2 separate regions of the Mus musculus genome follow, and region 2 is linked to region 1. Evidence: chromatin contacts called from public Hi-C data. All regions are on one chromosome and are shown on one strand. The core of a region is the stretch at or near the end of the contact, and the rest is flanking DNA. Distances in the headings are between cores, read along the strand shown.

What was found. A called contact is a pair of places that touch in the nucleus more often than the background predicts.
Region 2: a contact with region 1 is called in a Hi-C map of neural progenitor cells, with 4 times the contacts expected there. The contact joins two enhancer-like sites. A contact is called at or near these places in 5 of 484 Hi-C or Micro-C datasets (cerebellar granule neurons, embryonic stem cells, nephron progenitors and 1 more) and 2 of 115 datasets of contacts at active chromatin or transcription factors (both in embryonic stem cells).

What each region holds. Positions count from the first base shown.
Region 1 is chr14:48,899,415-48,906,679 of GRCm38.p6, reverse strand. No RefSeq gene overlaps it. Among named protein-coding and RNA genes, the nearest start is that of Gm534, 21 kb to the right of the region's middle. Within about 2 kb of position 3,044, at least 15 of the 459 cell types and tissues checked have an H3K27ac peak or open chromatin away from gene starts, as enhancers often do. A contact at or near this core is called in neural progenitor cells, where this site is marked.
Region 2 is chr14:48,987,979-48,995,243 of GRCm38.p6, reverse strand. No RefSeq gene overlaps it. Among named protein-coding and RNA genes, the nearest start is that of Gm36024, 6.5 kb to the right of the region's middle. Within about 2 kb of position 4,248, at least 96 of the 459 cell types and tissues checked have an H3K27ac peak or open chromatin away from gene starts, as enhancers often do. A contact at or near this core is called in neural progenitor cells, where this site is marked.

The sequences.
Region 1 (7,265 bases), core at 1,795-4,294:
AGTGCCTTTGAACCAATGAGTAGATGAAGAAAATGTCCACATAATGGAATACTATTCTACCATAAAAATAATGAAACTCTGTCATTTCCTGTAATGTGAATGGGATTGGAGATCAATGCCAAGTGAAGAAAGCTAGGAGCTGAAAAAGCACAGTGCTGTGCATTCATCGGTGGAGTCTGAAACGGTTGAACTCAGAGGTTTACAACAGAACGGCAGAGGCCGAAGGTGGGAGAAAGCAGAGGGAAAGGGAGATGGGAAGGGCTCTGTCAATGGGACTCAGTTATACTTAGAGTTACGGAGCTCTGGTATTGCTCTGGAGCAAAGTAAGCTGACTATTGCCAGCAATCATGTGCTGCACATTTGAAACAATGAGAGGAAAGGATTTAAAACTGCTCCATGATAAAGAAATATTAATCATTTGAGGAGATAACGTTAAACCATCTCGAGATGCCTGGTTAATGTATATAACTTTTATGGTTTGGTTAAAATCAACCAAGTTAACAATGGCAAAACCATACCTTTAAGGGGTGCCAGAGCTTCAGTGGTCACACCTCTGCATCAAAGGGTCAAATCAAAAGTCTCTGTGAGTCACTTTCTGCTGTTGTGACAAGGTACCTAGGAGAAACAGTCTAAAAGAAAGAAAGATTAGTTTGTCTGGGCTTGTAGTTGTATACGTTTTAGTCATGGCCTCTTTACTCCATCACTGTAGCCCCGAAGAGAAGCAGAACATTATGTGCTGGGGGGGGAGGGGAGGGCGTCTGCTAACCCCAGAGAGTAACCACCCATCCATGTGAAGCAAGAAGAAAACCTGGTTCAACAAGACTCAGTAGCTGGTGTTGGTTCAAACTTCTAGAGTCTGACACCAGGCAGTTTATTCTAGTCATATCTAAGTACAATACAATTTGAGAAGAAAGTTTCCCAGTGTAACATAACCCCATGTGCAAAAGGAGGCATAGCTACATGGAAACCCTACTCCAAATACATGCCAATTTTTCTACGAAGATGGGTTCTAAAGATAGGTTATGTGTGTAATCTTGTGCCTATAGAGGTCGTCTGGGCTATTAACCACCTCTGCTCCTGGTTTTGGGAGTCTGGGGATCCAGGTGTGGCCTGGACCTACAGATAGCACAGGGGTCACATAGGCTATTAGCTACCTCAGTTCCTAGCCTTCCCAATGGAAAACAGGTCATATATCTTTTTTCTTGAAAAGACAGCCTTGAGTCCTGGCTTCCTTGGTGCTATCTGTGAACACAAGGCCCTTTGTGTCCCAAGCTATTGTTCTCGCCGGCAAGAACACACTCAGACAACCGGATTCTTCTGCGGCAAGCTTTATTGCTTCTTAAGGAGGGAAGACCCCGACCCCGGAAAATGGTGCTGCTTATATAGCCCTCAGCGTGGCGTTTCAGCACCTGATGTGGCGTGTCAGCTCCTGATTTGTTGCTCGCTCATCACCTCATTACTACGCCCCAAGATGGGCAGTGACTAGGCGTGAGTTCACTCTCGCACTTGCACACAAGGCTTGTTTACTAGTTAGGCACAGCGGAAGCCAGCGCCTTCTTATAATGGCGATTGCTCGCGGCACGGCTCTCCACACCTTTGTGCACCTAACAGTGCTGGACCAGAGAGGTTGTCTCCTCGCAGGAAGAAAAAAAGAGACACAAGAAGGAGCCAGAGCAAGACATACAAGCCCCCAGTGTCCTACTCCCTCTAACTCAGGCCTCACTTCCTAGCCTCTTGATTTTTCCCAATGACACCATCAAAGTATGAATCCATCAATGGGTTAATAATCCATTCATGAAATCAGATCTCCTGCCCAATCCAATCAGAGGCAACCAGGCTGTAATCACATGAGCATTCAGGAGACTTTTCAGATTCAAGTAAAACTTGGCTCAAGGAGAAATGCCAAGAGAGCTGCTAGGCTCCACAGACAGTCTCATTATTGAGTGTGTGACAGTCTCATCATTGAGTGTCTGGCCGGATCATTTTTCCCAGGCTGGGTGCTGATGACAACATGTTCTGTTCTTCACTTGAAAGTCATTTGTGTTTGCATTCATTCAGAAGTGTTTATTGAACACCTACTTAGTACTAAGGGTTGTGCTGAGCACTGCCCTAGTTAAACCTAACCCCTAACCCTAGCTCTCTTTTCTTTGACACCACTATTTAACTGCTTTCTGCAGCTTGTTCAGTTGTCTTGATACTTGCCACTCAGTTTCTATTTATTTGGCTATTTATGTCTTTCTTTTCTCTTTTCTTTTTTCTTTTTTCTTTTTTCTCTTTTCTCTTTCCTTTTTTCTTTTTTCTTCTTTCTTCTTTCTTCGCTTTCGGGACAGTCTTGTGTATCTCAGGTTGAGCTCAAACTCACTATGTCTCTAAGACTGGCTTTGAGTTTGTGATTTTCCTGCCTTCATCTCAACTGGAAAAAAGTATAATAGGTCCTGTATCCATTTCATACATGGTCATACAGGCTCAAAAGCTTAAGCGACATGCTAAAGGTGACAGTTAGTTGAGGCTCAAAACTGACTTATGATGCTAGCTAGGCCTTGCCCCCTCCATCTCATTACAACCTTGACCCTGAACAACTCAGCTTTGTTTTGTGGGGTTTGTTTTGCTTTCTGATTACTTCTGCTATTCAGAGGTAAAAATCAAATTATTAACTTAAGTTAAATCAAATCCACTTTAAGCAGTGGGTAAAATATCAGGAAGATTAAAACTATTTAACAATAATAAAACATGCACAAAGCTTTCTGATTCTATCTTTCTGCCACACACTCAAAACACAGTCATGCAGTGTGGACGTTTTCACTTTTTTTTTCCCTTGGGTTAACTAGTCTAGGCAACAGCCCCCAACTTGGCCGCCATAAGTGCTGGAGAGTATCCAGCCCTCCCCATCTCTTGCCTTACCCTGCTTTAATTACTTCTTGGGGCTTCCTCATCAGCTGAGTTTGCATATAAAAGCTGAATGCCTGGCCCAGGGCCAGGGCTGCCTCGCAGACTAGGTGAAATGCTGAGTCGCCTTTGGAGGCCAAGAAACAAGACCCTCTTGTTACAACATCAGCCTCTCCCAGTGACAAGTCCCTGAAGAACACAGACCTTCTTCCTCTAACACAGCTGCCCGCCTTCCAGAAGCCAAATGGTTAAGCCTGAAGTAAACTGGATTACTTTTGGGGCAAGCTTCTCATTCACAAAATATATTTCTTTCAAATCTTCCAGCAGCTTCTTATTGGTTTGCGGCTTGTTGTTTTTTTTTTTTTTGTTGTTGTTGTTGTTGTTGCTTTTCCTTTTGTAGATAACCATAAATTCTTAAAAGAAACACGTTTGAAAACTCAAACTGTTTGGGTCTGTAAAATTAGGTCACCACTATCAGAATGTATGGAACCTTGTACTTAATGCAAGCGCTCTGCTTTCCTTTGTGAGCCATTGGTGGAAGCCAAGACTGGGGAGACAAATGTGGGAGAAGCACACTGTCGAGGTTAGGGACTTGTGGACTGGGTTGTTTGGAGGGACTGAAGGATTACAACCTAGAAAAAGGATTCCACACAATCGTTGTGGAAAAAGTTAAAACAAACCTGTTTTTTCCTCGGCCTTTGGACTGTCAAATCCTGGGCCTCTTTGTCACCCCACTGGTTTGACAATGTTCCTAAGAGAATCATTCTATTTGGGGATGTCTGAGGAGAAGGGGTCAAGGGAATCCAGTATGCTGGTCTCACCTTACATGCAAACTGAGCTCACAGAAAATTTGGGTCTGTACTCAACATGACTAAGATGTGCCCAAGCTGAGGCAGGGTTCACCAACACCAGAAATGAGAAGCTGAAATGTTGTGCTCAAGGATCCAGAGCATCCCTGCTTCCGGTGGGGGAGGGGGGGTTGGGGGTTGGGGTGGATCAGGTGACTTTGATGATTCCAAAGGTTTGATTCCTAAATGCCTTTGCTCTCCATCGCTACCCTGACTCTTTGGCTTACGTGAAGGCAGTGGCAAGCCCATAAGTGGCTACTGCTTGTACAACTTGGTTTCAGAGACAGGGGGAAGGTTGCACAGATCAGAAACACACAACTATAGCCTTGTTCTTTGGTTGAGGCTTCCTCCCCTAGTCACAAGCAACTAATGCCGAAGGGAGAGTCCACTAAATGTTACCAGTTATCTAGTATGAATACACTAAAGCAAAATAAGGATGTTGTGGGATTAGGAGTTTTGTGCTAGAATTTCCTGGATTTGGATCTCAGTGTGAAGTTCAGAAAAGCCTAGCCTAGGATACAAAGTGTGAATAAGAATGAGGCCTACCTCATAAGGTTACTGACAATCAAGCAGCATTCTGTGCTTAGACCAGTGGTTAGCAGATAGGAAGAGCTCAGCAAATAATCGCTGCTGTTCACTCCATGGTTTGAACGGTTTGATCTCACAGTTTCTTGAGAGTCAGTTTAGTGATATGCGGACAATGCGCAAGGAACGATTTTTTGCATTGGGGAGGGAGGTTCCTTGGGGGGTCAGGAATGGGAATTACTGGAGAAGAATGAAGACGACTGAAGCAGAGAGCTCAAGAAATCAGCGCTCCTATTCAGCAGTTTTGCTTGGGGACTCTAGGTCTGCCTAGTCCCCCGACTTCACACTTTTATTAGTAGAACCTAGATAGAAGTTTCTCACGAGACTCAGGTGCACAGGAGCCCACCAACTCCACAAACTCTAGGTTCTTCCTTTCCCAAATAGACATCAAGATAGATTCCTTCCAGTGGCCACAACTGCAATAGCTTAAGCTACTTCTTGAAAACCAACCACAGACTTTAAATTCCTCTAAAGACTAGGGATCCTAAAGGCTATCAAGCAAAGAAAGTGTCGTGGGAGCCACCTGGCTCGCTCCCTGGTACCTTCCACCAGGTTTTCCTGGTTAAGTAAAGACAGGCATCACTATTTTTACCTTCCTCATATCTGAACCTGGCTTCATCCAAACATAGAGGAAACTCATTACATGGCATCAGGGTAATCTTTGATGATGCCATCAGTAATTGTTCTGATAACCTGGGACATAAACTTGCTTTTAGCCTCTCCCCACCCTGATCCACTCAGCCTGCTCTCTGCCTCTGTGGGCTTTAAAAATTAATTTGGAGCACAGCGAGATCAGAGAAACAAGGGCATTAGATAGTGTCCTCTGAAATGGACTTCTTGTACTCCCAAAAACGTTCTTAGAAACACACGTGAATTTCTTTGCACTCAAATTAAGGAGGATTAAGGCAGCTAGACAGTTGCTGCCCAGTTCCCTTGGATCATGTGGCCGAGGCTGAAAAGCCTTAAGTTGCTGGCAGGAGCCTAAGTCAGCAGCCTGATCTCCAAATTAATTTTTGAATTAGATGATTGTCCCCTCCCCCTTTTCCTTCTAATTGAGACTTCCATTGAAAAGTGCTTAGCAAACAGATGGAAAGACCCAGAACAAAAGGCTGTTGTGAAAAAAAATAAAATAAAACAGAGGTCATTTGAAACAGTTTTAGGTTAGGACTGGAGGCCCAATTGAACCTTTCTTTTAATTATATTTTTAATAACTCTAAAAATGGATTAAAGTAGAGGGGAACCATCATAGAAGAAGCGAGAGAATGCTTGGAAACCACTTAGATCATCTCAAAATTCATTCTTGTAAGCTTCATGTCCTTCCAAGAACCCAGGACAAAGGCTCCAGGCAGAACACCTTTAGGTTTCATTTCTACAGCAATTAGAATGGCATCCTCTAGGCCTTAAACAGTATCCGGGCTGTCTATACACTCGTAGAAGATTCCTATAAGGTTAAATGCAATGATCATTTTAAAATGTAAAAAAAACAGAAAAGTCGAAGTTCTAGAGGGTGAGGCAGGCAAGTGTTAGCATCAACCACACTCTGAAAGAAAAGACATGTTGAATGTGAACCAACCAAACACTAGTGCACAGAGTGTGTAAGCACTGTGTGTAGAAACACTCCACAGTCCCAGCCCTCGGGAGGCCTAGCATGAGGCTTGTGATTTGGATGACTAGCTAAACTGCAAGACCTTCTCTCTACTACAATGAAAGAGCACTAATGACTTAGATTAAAAGTTCCACAAGGAAAAGAAATTGACATTAAAAAACAAATGCTTAGTTTGGATATTTCAAAATATTAAAATACCAGCTTGGTCCCTAAGACAGTTTTAAAGCCAATGGTACTGGTTGATAGAGAACTGAAAGTTTATCCAGTCTAGTTGATTTATCCCAGCTATTTCATGAGGCCAAACTCTCTAGCATATCAAGAGTTTGGACTTTTGTCACTTCAAGCACCCCTTAGTGGACTTGGAAGAGGAGAGGAAATGGATACAAGCCAATAGTAATGATCTAATAAGTCAATGTCCTTGTTTGTTGTTGACTCTGTGACTGTAGGGATGTAGGCCCTGCACACTCTCATCTTCAACTCTAGGAGAGGGGAAAAAGCCTAGGCAAGTATCATAATCATTACCACAGGTCTTACAGTAGAAGAGATGATGGCGGGGACTGGGGAAATCCCCCAGGGGTCAAGTCATGTTCTTACAGCAGCCATGGTGGACTGTTCAGAGTCCTCTGTGATTCCAGCTCCGTGGGATCTGACCCCTCCCTGGAGTTTACAGGTGCCTGCAGTCACATGTATACAAATATATGCATGGGTAAGTAACTCTTAAAAACAAAGCTGAGGAGACCATCCGCGCCAGCCTTCTGATGTGGAGAAGCACGTCTAAAGAAAACAGAGAGGCATCTCGTGTTTAAGGATGAGAGAGATGTGGGCAATAGAGAGAAGCAAGACTGTTGTGGGGAAAGAGACTGACCAGATGGCCTGTGACAGGTTCCACATACAACGTCCCCAAACCCCAGCATTCCCTTGTGTGTCGACTATTCTTGAATGCATTTTCTTGATTCAAGGTATTTTCTACTATTTCTGTATTTCTAAAGTGGGCACTCGACGGGTTTCCTATGGCTCACTGAATCATAAAAGCACATCTCAGGGCTCTGTAGCTATCATTGCCATACTCACATGGGCTTAAATTATACATTATAAACGTTTTACTAATGGAAAGTCATTGATGGGATGTACTGGAGAGAAGTCTTTGGAACCAACAGCTGAAGGTTAGAGCTGTTACCTAGAATACCCAGTCTAGTTCTGCTGAGGTTCTTTAAAACAAAATAAAAAATTTAAAAGCCTTAACATTACTTTTACATAGGTGTGTATGTGAGGGGTCCCACGTGCCATGGTATACACAAGGAGTCAGGTCTTTCCTTCAACCATATAAGTCCTGGGGGTTG
Region 2 (7,265 bases), core at 2,999-5,498, 87 kb before region 1:
ATTACATGATATTTTCCCTTTGATGCTTTTAATATTCCTTATTTGTTCGGTATGTTTAGTATTTTAATTATTATGTACCAGGAGAATTTCTTTCCTTGTCCAGTCTATTTTGTAATCCGTATGATTCTTATACCTTGAAGGCACGTCCTTCTTTAGGTTAGGAATTTTTGTTCTATAATTTTGTTAAAAATATTTTTGTGCCTTTGACCTGATTTTTTTGTTTTATTTTGTTGTATTTTCCTCCTTTATCTGTTCTTACTATTTCTAGATTTGGTCTTTCATGGTATCCAAGAGTTCCTGGATGTTCTTTGCCTAAAGTTTTTTAGATTTAACATTTTCTTTCACTGAAAATGTTCTTCTACCTTGTTTTCAGTGTCTGAGAGTCTCTCTTCCATTCTTATATTCTGTTATTGTAGCCTCTGAGGTTCCTATTCAAGTTCCTAAATTTTCCATTTCCAGATTTCCCTCAGGTTTTTTTTTTTTTGAGAATATGGAACTCCTAATGATAACAGCTAACATAACAGTCATAGAATACTCCTGTGGTATATGCTGCTTTAATCTGTACATGAACTCTTCAGCAGATATTGCTGCTATTTTATAAATTAATTGAGGCGTGGAGAACACCAATGGAATTTCACCCAAGTAAAGGAAGATAGAGCCTGGGTCAAACAGGGCAGTTCCCTGTTGGCATCTATACTATTAAATACCCACAGTACATTTCTTAACAAGTAAACCAAAACCAGCTGCTCTGATTACAATATCTGGATTTGCAGTTTTGGATGACTTCACATTCCCAGGATCAGTAGATGAACTATTAGAGCCTCCTTCAGGGTTATTTTCTCCATAAGGAAAGAATGCAAGAATGAAAAAAATTTCAATCTAACCCTCAGATTAAAACCCCTGCTTATAATCAGGCTGTAGGTTTTTATTAGCATAGCTTCAATTTACTTGATCTCAAATAATCTTTGCCTTTCATGCTTAATTGTGCAGCAAAGAACATCACTAATACGTCCTTTCACTGCCCAAGTAAAGACTGGAAACACCTACACCAACATGTTAAACTTAGGTAGTGTGTTGCTTTGTAATTCCAAACACATAGGTAAAAATTCAAGAGCTAGCTGATGCTAATGTTGCTTGAATGCTGGGCTAGGCCAGCCCCAGAGCCTGCTGCACAGTTTGTAGTAATAGGCTGCTAGATTGCAAGGCCTGCCTCAGGTTCATTGTTGAGTAGTGAAGATGATATGGGCCCATCTATACGTGTGCCCAGTTATCTAAGCCAGTAAGCAGCAACAACACAAATATGAGAGTGGCAAGTCTCCCAGTCTCTGCCGTGCTTTTCAGAAGAGCTTTATCTTCTCATTCATCAAAAACAGTGAGCCCCCAGTAAGTATCAAGCACTGTAGGCCACATTGCATGGTGGAGTTTTCGTGCCAGCCACTGAAAGCCAAGCAATGGGATTAGAAAATAAACTCTGTAATACATTAAAAGATGATAAGAAACAGAAAAATCTTAGATCTGACCATAGGGAGAAAGGAGAGTTAGTGAGGTAGAGCTTCAGTTTAAAAACCAGGGTTCAGCATGGCACGCTAGGTTTTGTGTGGATTAGACCTGCACAGCTGCCCTGGGCCCACTCTCAAAAGAACCTACACTTGATGCAGTATTCTGTAGACATCAGGTTGACATTCTCTATAAGCTATCCCTTGAACTTGTATTTCTAAAGCCAAAACAGGAACACATAATCGAACAGAGGCAGTGCTTACACCACAAGTGTCTTAAGTTTGTTGAGATTCTAGTTAAAAAGTTGCATTGGACAAGGTCAACCGTGGTCATGACAGATTGTCCTGAGTGCTCACTTATTACAGTCATGGATGTCCGAAAAACCGGTGAGAAGTAACCAGAGAGGTCATTGACCTGGTAGACTTTCCAGTGGGCCAGGATGGAATGGATGCAAATAACAGCAGAAACAAGAGCCACGAGAATCAGAGGGATGGGTGCTCCATTCCTGACTGTGCAAACAGAGGAAATTAATCTCCTGCCAGATCCAAGCTTATAACCCTTACTGAAACTAAAATGGATGCATTAAATCAGAGCATATGACTTCCTAATAGCAGTATGAAATACGCCGATGGAGAAGCTAGACGAGAACTAAGAACAACAGGGTAAACTAGCACACATGCATGAAGATGTCACAATGAAATCTACTGTTTCATATACTAACTTAAAAGAATAAAAAACAAAGGTGTCTAAGAAAGCTCTACAGCTCCCGCTCAGGAAAGATCTTTACAGTAAAGGTTTTTGGGTTGTTGTTTTGGTCTTTTGTTTGTTTACTTGTTTGTGAGACAAAGTTTCTCTATGTAGCCCTGGCTGGCCTAGAACTCACTCTGTAGACTAGGCTGGCCTTGAACTCAGAAATCTACCTGCCTCTGCTGGGATGAAAGGTGATTGCCGCTATCTCCAGGCTACAATAAAGTTTTAAATTATTTATTATTATTTATAATAATAATAATAATAAAATCAGAGCAATAACTTGATGGCTGAAAGACATGGACAGAATTCTGGACTGAAATGGGGTGAGCACAGAGATCTTTATGATGCTATAACCCTTCAGTGTTCTGCTGGAGACACTGTGGCTTGTGGAAGGTGTTCAGCTCAGCAAGGTCGTTGATAGACCCAAGAGGAAAGAAGGCAGGGAGAAATGACTCAAGACTAGATCTGAGACTGTGGCTCTATCCACTCTGTATGAGGAGTCCTTATCCACAGGGGAAATACATTGAGTGTACTGAATTACCGTGCCTGCCTAAACCAGCCACTTTAGTGGGCCTAATGTCATTTGCTCATATAAATGTTCCCTACCAATTCATTCCTTTTTCACAGTGGCCGAGGAAATGTACATTCATTGTTAAAACAAACAAAGAACCCTTCTGTGCTGCCTGACTTGCAAGTGATGCTGAGACCCTCCCAGGATACAGGCTCAGCAGAGAATATCCCTGCCCTTTATTTGGTTTGTGGGAAGGGAGTGGGAGGCTATTGTTTGGATCCAGGACTGGCAATGTACACTGGAACATTCCTTCTCCACCTAAGCCCTGAGACAACCGCAATCCAGGAAAGAGTTAAGTCAGAAAGAGGAAAATATCTCACCAGCATAGCTTTTAAACAAAAGACATGAAAATGGAGGCTCTCCGTATATGGAAAAATTTTCCCTTTTCATCCATATTGATAGCCAGAGGGGGTTATTATTGAGAATATGGGTAAAGTTACTGCCAGTTTTTGCTGCTACTCGTGTTTAAAAAGAAACTATGGAAACCGAGAGAAGGAATATTAATTAAGTTCAAATTTGGAATGTCTTTGCCAGGCGTGGATGAATGAATTCAATGAAGCAACCTGTTGGGTTGAAACTCAGTGTTTTGTTTGCAATTAAAAGAGTGCTGAACTTTTCATAGATTAACACTTTTTGCAGTAATCTTATTAAAAGGTTATTTCTTCATGAGATTAGTTCTGGAATGCATTTTTTTTCTATTTAAAGAACCAGTAGATATTTTCTCTCCACCCCCTCCCCCACAATTGTAAGTAGCTGCATTACTAAGTATGCCCCCCAATGTTTACAAATGTTAATACATTTACTTGCTAAAAATAACACCAAATGGCACAGACTAGCAAATCCTCAAACACCCCAGCCTTGGCATCTTCCCCCACCTCTAACTGAAGAAACTTGTTACCAGTCTGGTAGATCATTAAGAGATTTGATTTGCAAAAACTAACTTCTCTCACCTGGAAATCCAAGCAACCTACAAGTTACTGGACCTGTTTTAATTTTTTTTAAGAGCCTGTGGTTTGAATATATATATAAACTTTCTAAGGTCCTTGGATAGTTACATGGTCTAAGAGTTATTTATAGCCTGTGACTTTTCTAAGACTGTTTCCAGTACTGAAAGACAGAGGCCCAAGTGGATAACGCTAACGAACAAATCTGAAACGAGACAATTCTTCATTTAAATAAAGCTAGACTAGCTTCATTGGCCACCGCGGGGGGTGGGTGGGGGGTGGGGGGGTGTTAAAGGATGCCCCCACTTTACAATGTGAGTAAGTTGTGGCCGTCGTAGTTCTCTGATTAATTTGCTTCTTTCTGGTAGGGGGATAGCAATGCTGAGGCAAACACTGACGAAACTGGAAATCAGCTCTGTTTAGTAAATGGGAAGCCGCGTTCTAAACACAGACAGCATCCTAAGGGCTCTGCTCGCATGCTAAGCCGCGTGCCTGGCTGATGGGCCGCCGCAGCTGCGGAACAATGCACTTCTCATGGATGGTAGGAGGGAGGCAGTCTTGTTTCAAGTAATACTATTTCTGGGCGGTAATCCAAAATGCGCAGTAGGCAGAAGTTAAAAGGAAGCGCTTGCTTTTAGGTTTTTAAAATATATCCCTTAATCCAGGGTGATGATTGACAATCATGATTTAGAGTATGAGGGGCCGCTCTTTAATCCAGTAAGTTTGATGTTATTTGTGTATCTAGTAGGGCTTTTATTCCACTAAAACTAAGTGGAAGCCTGTGCAATTGATGCCGCATTTCAGAATTGATTCTTGGCCTGTGCTCTATTTACAGATTAGTAAGCACACAGGATCCGGCCTCCTCATCTTTTTGAAATTTAAAGGTCTTGAAAGGCACATTTACAATTAAAATGTTTCTTGCTGTGTACGAGTGTGACCAGGAAGTGACGTTTTTTTCCCCCCTGTGATTTAATTTTTTTTCCCTAAACCAGAAAAGAAGCAGTTTGTAAGATTTTCTAATACAATTATCAAATGGAGCCTTAACCATTCATTCTGTTTACAGGTGGCTGAAATATTGTCGCCGATGCCTCTGTGTAATTTGTTGGAAGCACATTTGAGACATGTTACTGAACGGTCCCCTAGCCTTTGTTCCCCCTGTAGATCTCCATGGACGCTTTTTCTGGAGACTAGATCACTGTGCAGCCATTGTGCGCCTATTGTTTTCATCAACTGGGGCAATACTCTTCATAAAAGGCCCACATGATGAAACCATCATCTCGGAATCAAGAAGTCCAAAACTAAGATATAAACAGAGGGATCAGAGTGAGGGGTGCACTCTACGGTAGGGATGGAACGTGCTTCTTGTCCCTCGAACTGTCCTTGCTGTCCTTTCTTCAATCCTGAATAAAACAAACTGGCCTTAGAAATGAGAGGAGGAAAGGAAAAGCCGGAGTGACAGAGTTTTGTCTGCATTCTGAGGTCTTTAATTGGGAAATTCTTAAAGTAGAACACATTCACTGCGAAGCGTTTGGAAACTATTGAAACAGAGAGAATGCTGTGATCCCTGGTTCAGAGCAAAGACAGTCTTTGTTATATTTGACTTGTTTCGTTGTAAGGTTCTGGACTTCAGGGCTAAAACACTTCCCAGGAGACATTGAAGCTTTGGAGTGGGGACCTGGGTGAGACAAAGGGCTATGGGTTTGCTTTGTGTGAGCAAAACTTTCTGTGATTAAAAAAAAAAAAGAGTAATGGGTCCTTTTTGTGTTTAGAATATACTCTAATGTGATAAGTGAATGTTTACAGTACTGCTGTCTGTTAACATTTCCAAAGGCTCTTTGGCGTGCGCACACGCGCGGGGTGTGTGTGTGGGTGTTTAGGGAATTGTGTATTTGGTATTTAAAGGCTAATAAAAAATTGACAGGGAAATCATGTCAGACTATCTGCTGGAAACCAGCTATCAGTCCATATCCTTCCAGCCTTTAGACTTTCAGGCTCTTGTCATGAGCGGCTGAGTACTCTTATTTTTTTTTTTTTTTAAAGATTTATTTATTTATTATATGTAAGTACACTGTAGCTGTCTTCAGACACTCCAGAAGAGGGCGTTAGATCTTGTTACAGATGGTTGTGAGCCACCATGTGGTTGCTGGGATTTGAACTCTGGACCTTCGGAAGAACAGTCGGGTGCTCTTACCCACTGAGCCATCTCGCCAGCCCCCTGAGTACTCTTATAAACTGCCACTTGCCTGAGCTGTGGCCGATTGATTCATGAGAACTGCGTAGAAAAGTCATCAAATCTTAATGAGGATTTCTGAGACCTGTGATAGGTGGAGCTAAATCTGAGCCCAAGGATTAAATCCAGACTCCTTAGACTGCCAGGGAACAGACAATGATGGCCTTCATCCCAGGAACCAGACCAGACAGGTGGCTTTTCCTTTGCCCAAAGGATTCTTTCTCCCCTGCCTTACACTCTTACTGCATCTTCCTTGAAGGTGTCTTAGTGTCATCTTTGCCTGCTAACTGTAGCCATTGACTCCTCCAAATTCACAACCTCTCCCTCTGCATACAACATACTCTCACTCTCTCACACACACAGCACACTCACATACACATAACACATATACACTCACACCCATATACACATATACATACACATATACACATACATACACACAACACACACAACACGCTCACACATATAACACACACATACATAGCACACACATTCTCACACACATACACACTTACACACACATACACACTCACACATATATACACACACTCATATACATACACTCACACACATACATACACATACACATCCTTACACACTCACACACACTCTCACACTCACACATATACTCACATGCACATATACTCACACACATGCACACTCACACACACAGTCGCATACCACTCACCCCTTCAGTTATCACCACCTCCAGACTCATTATTTGCTTACTGCCTGCCCTTCCGCTTTCCTGTGGGCTCTCACAGCCTAGCACGACTTTATGAAGTGATCTACTGACTATGTGAGTTGCTAACCAGATTAATAAATAAATGAATGGGTTTTCTTAATGAGATAATGGCAGGAAGTACTCAGAACCCTGCACACATCTAGCACAGAGTACTCAAACCTTTCTGACTCCTGAGGAAGACCCACCAAGTTTGTGGTCAGTGTTCTGATGAATTATGACTGTATTTTATCCACCTTTTACAGAAGCAGCAACTCTGAAGCTTGGAAAGAATAGCACTTGTCTAAAGACACATGATCAATATGCACAGGACAGACATTCAAACTTAAACCATCTCATTCCGAACCCATGTGTCTACCAAAACCAGACACTTCCCTTTCTCTAGCAGAAAGCTCATGGTCACTATATGAATAAGCGGGTTAGTGTGCTCCTCACATGAAAGAAATTATAATAAAAGGTAACAGTAGATGCTAGATGTATAGAAAATGCTCAACAAACAGTGATGTTGTTGGTATGTATGTATATATATAT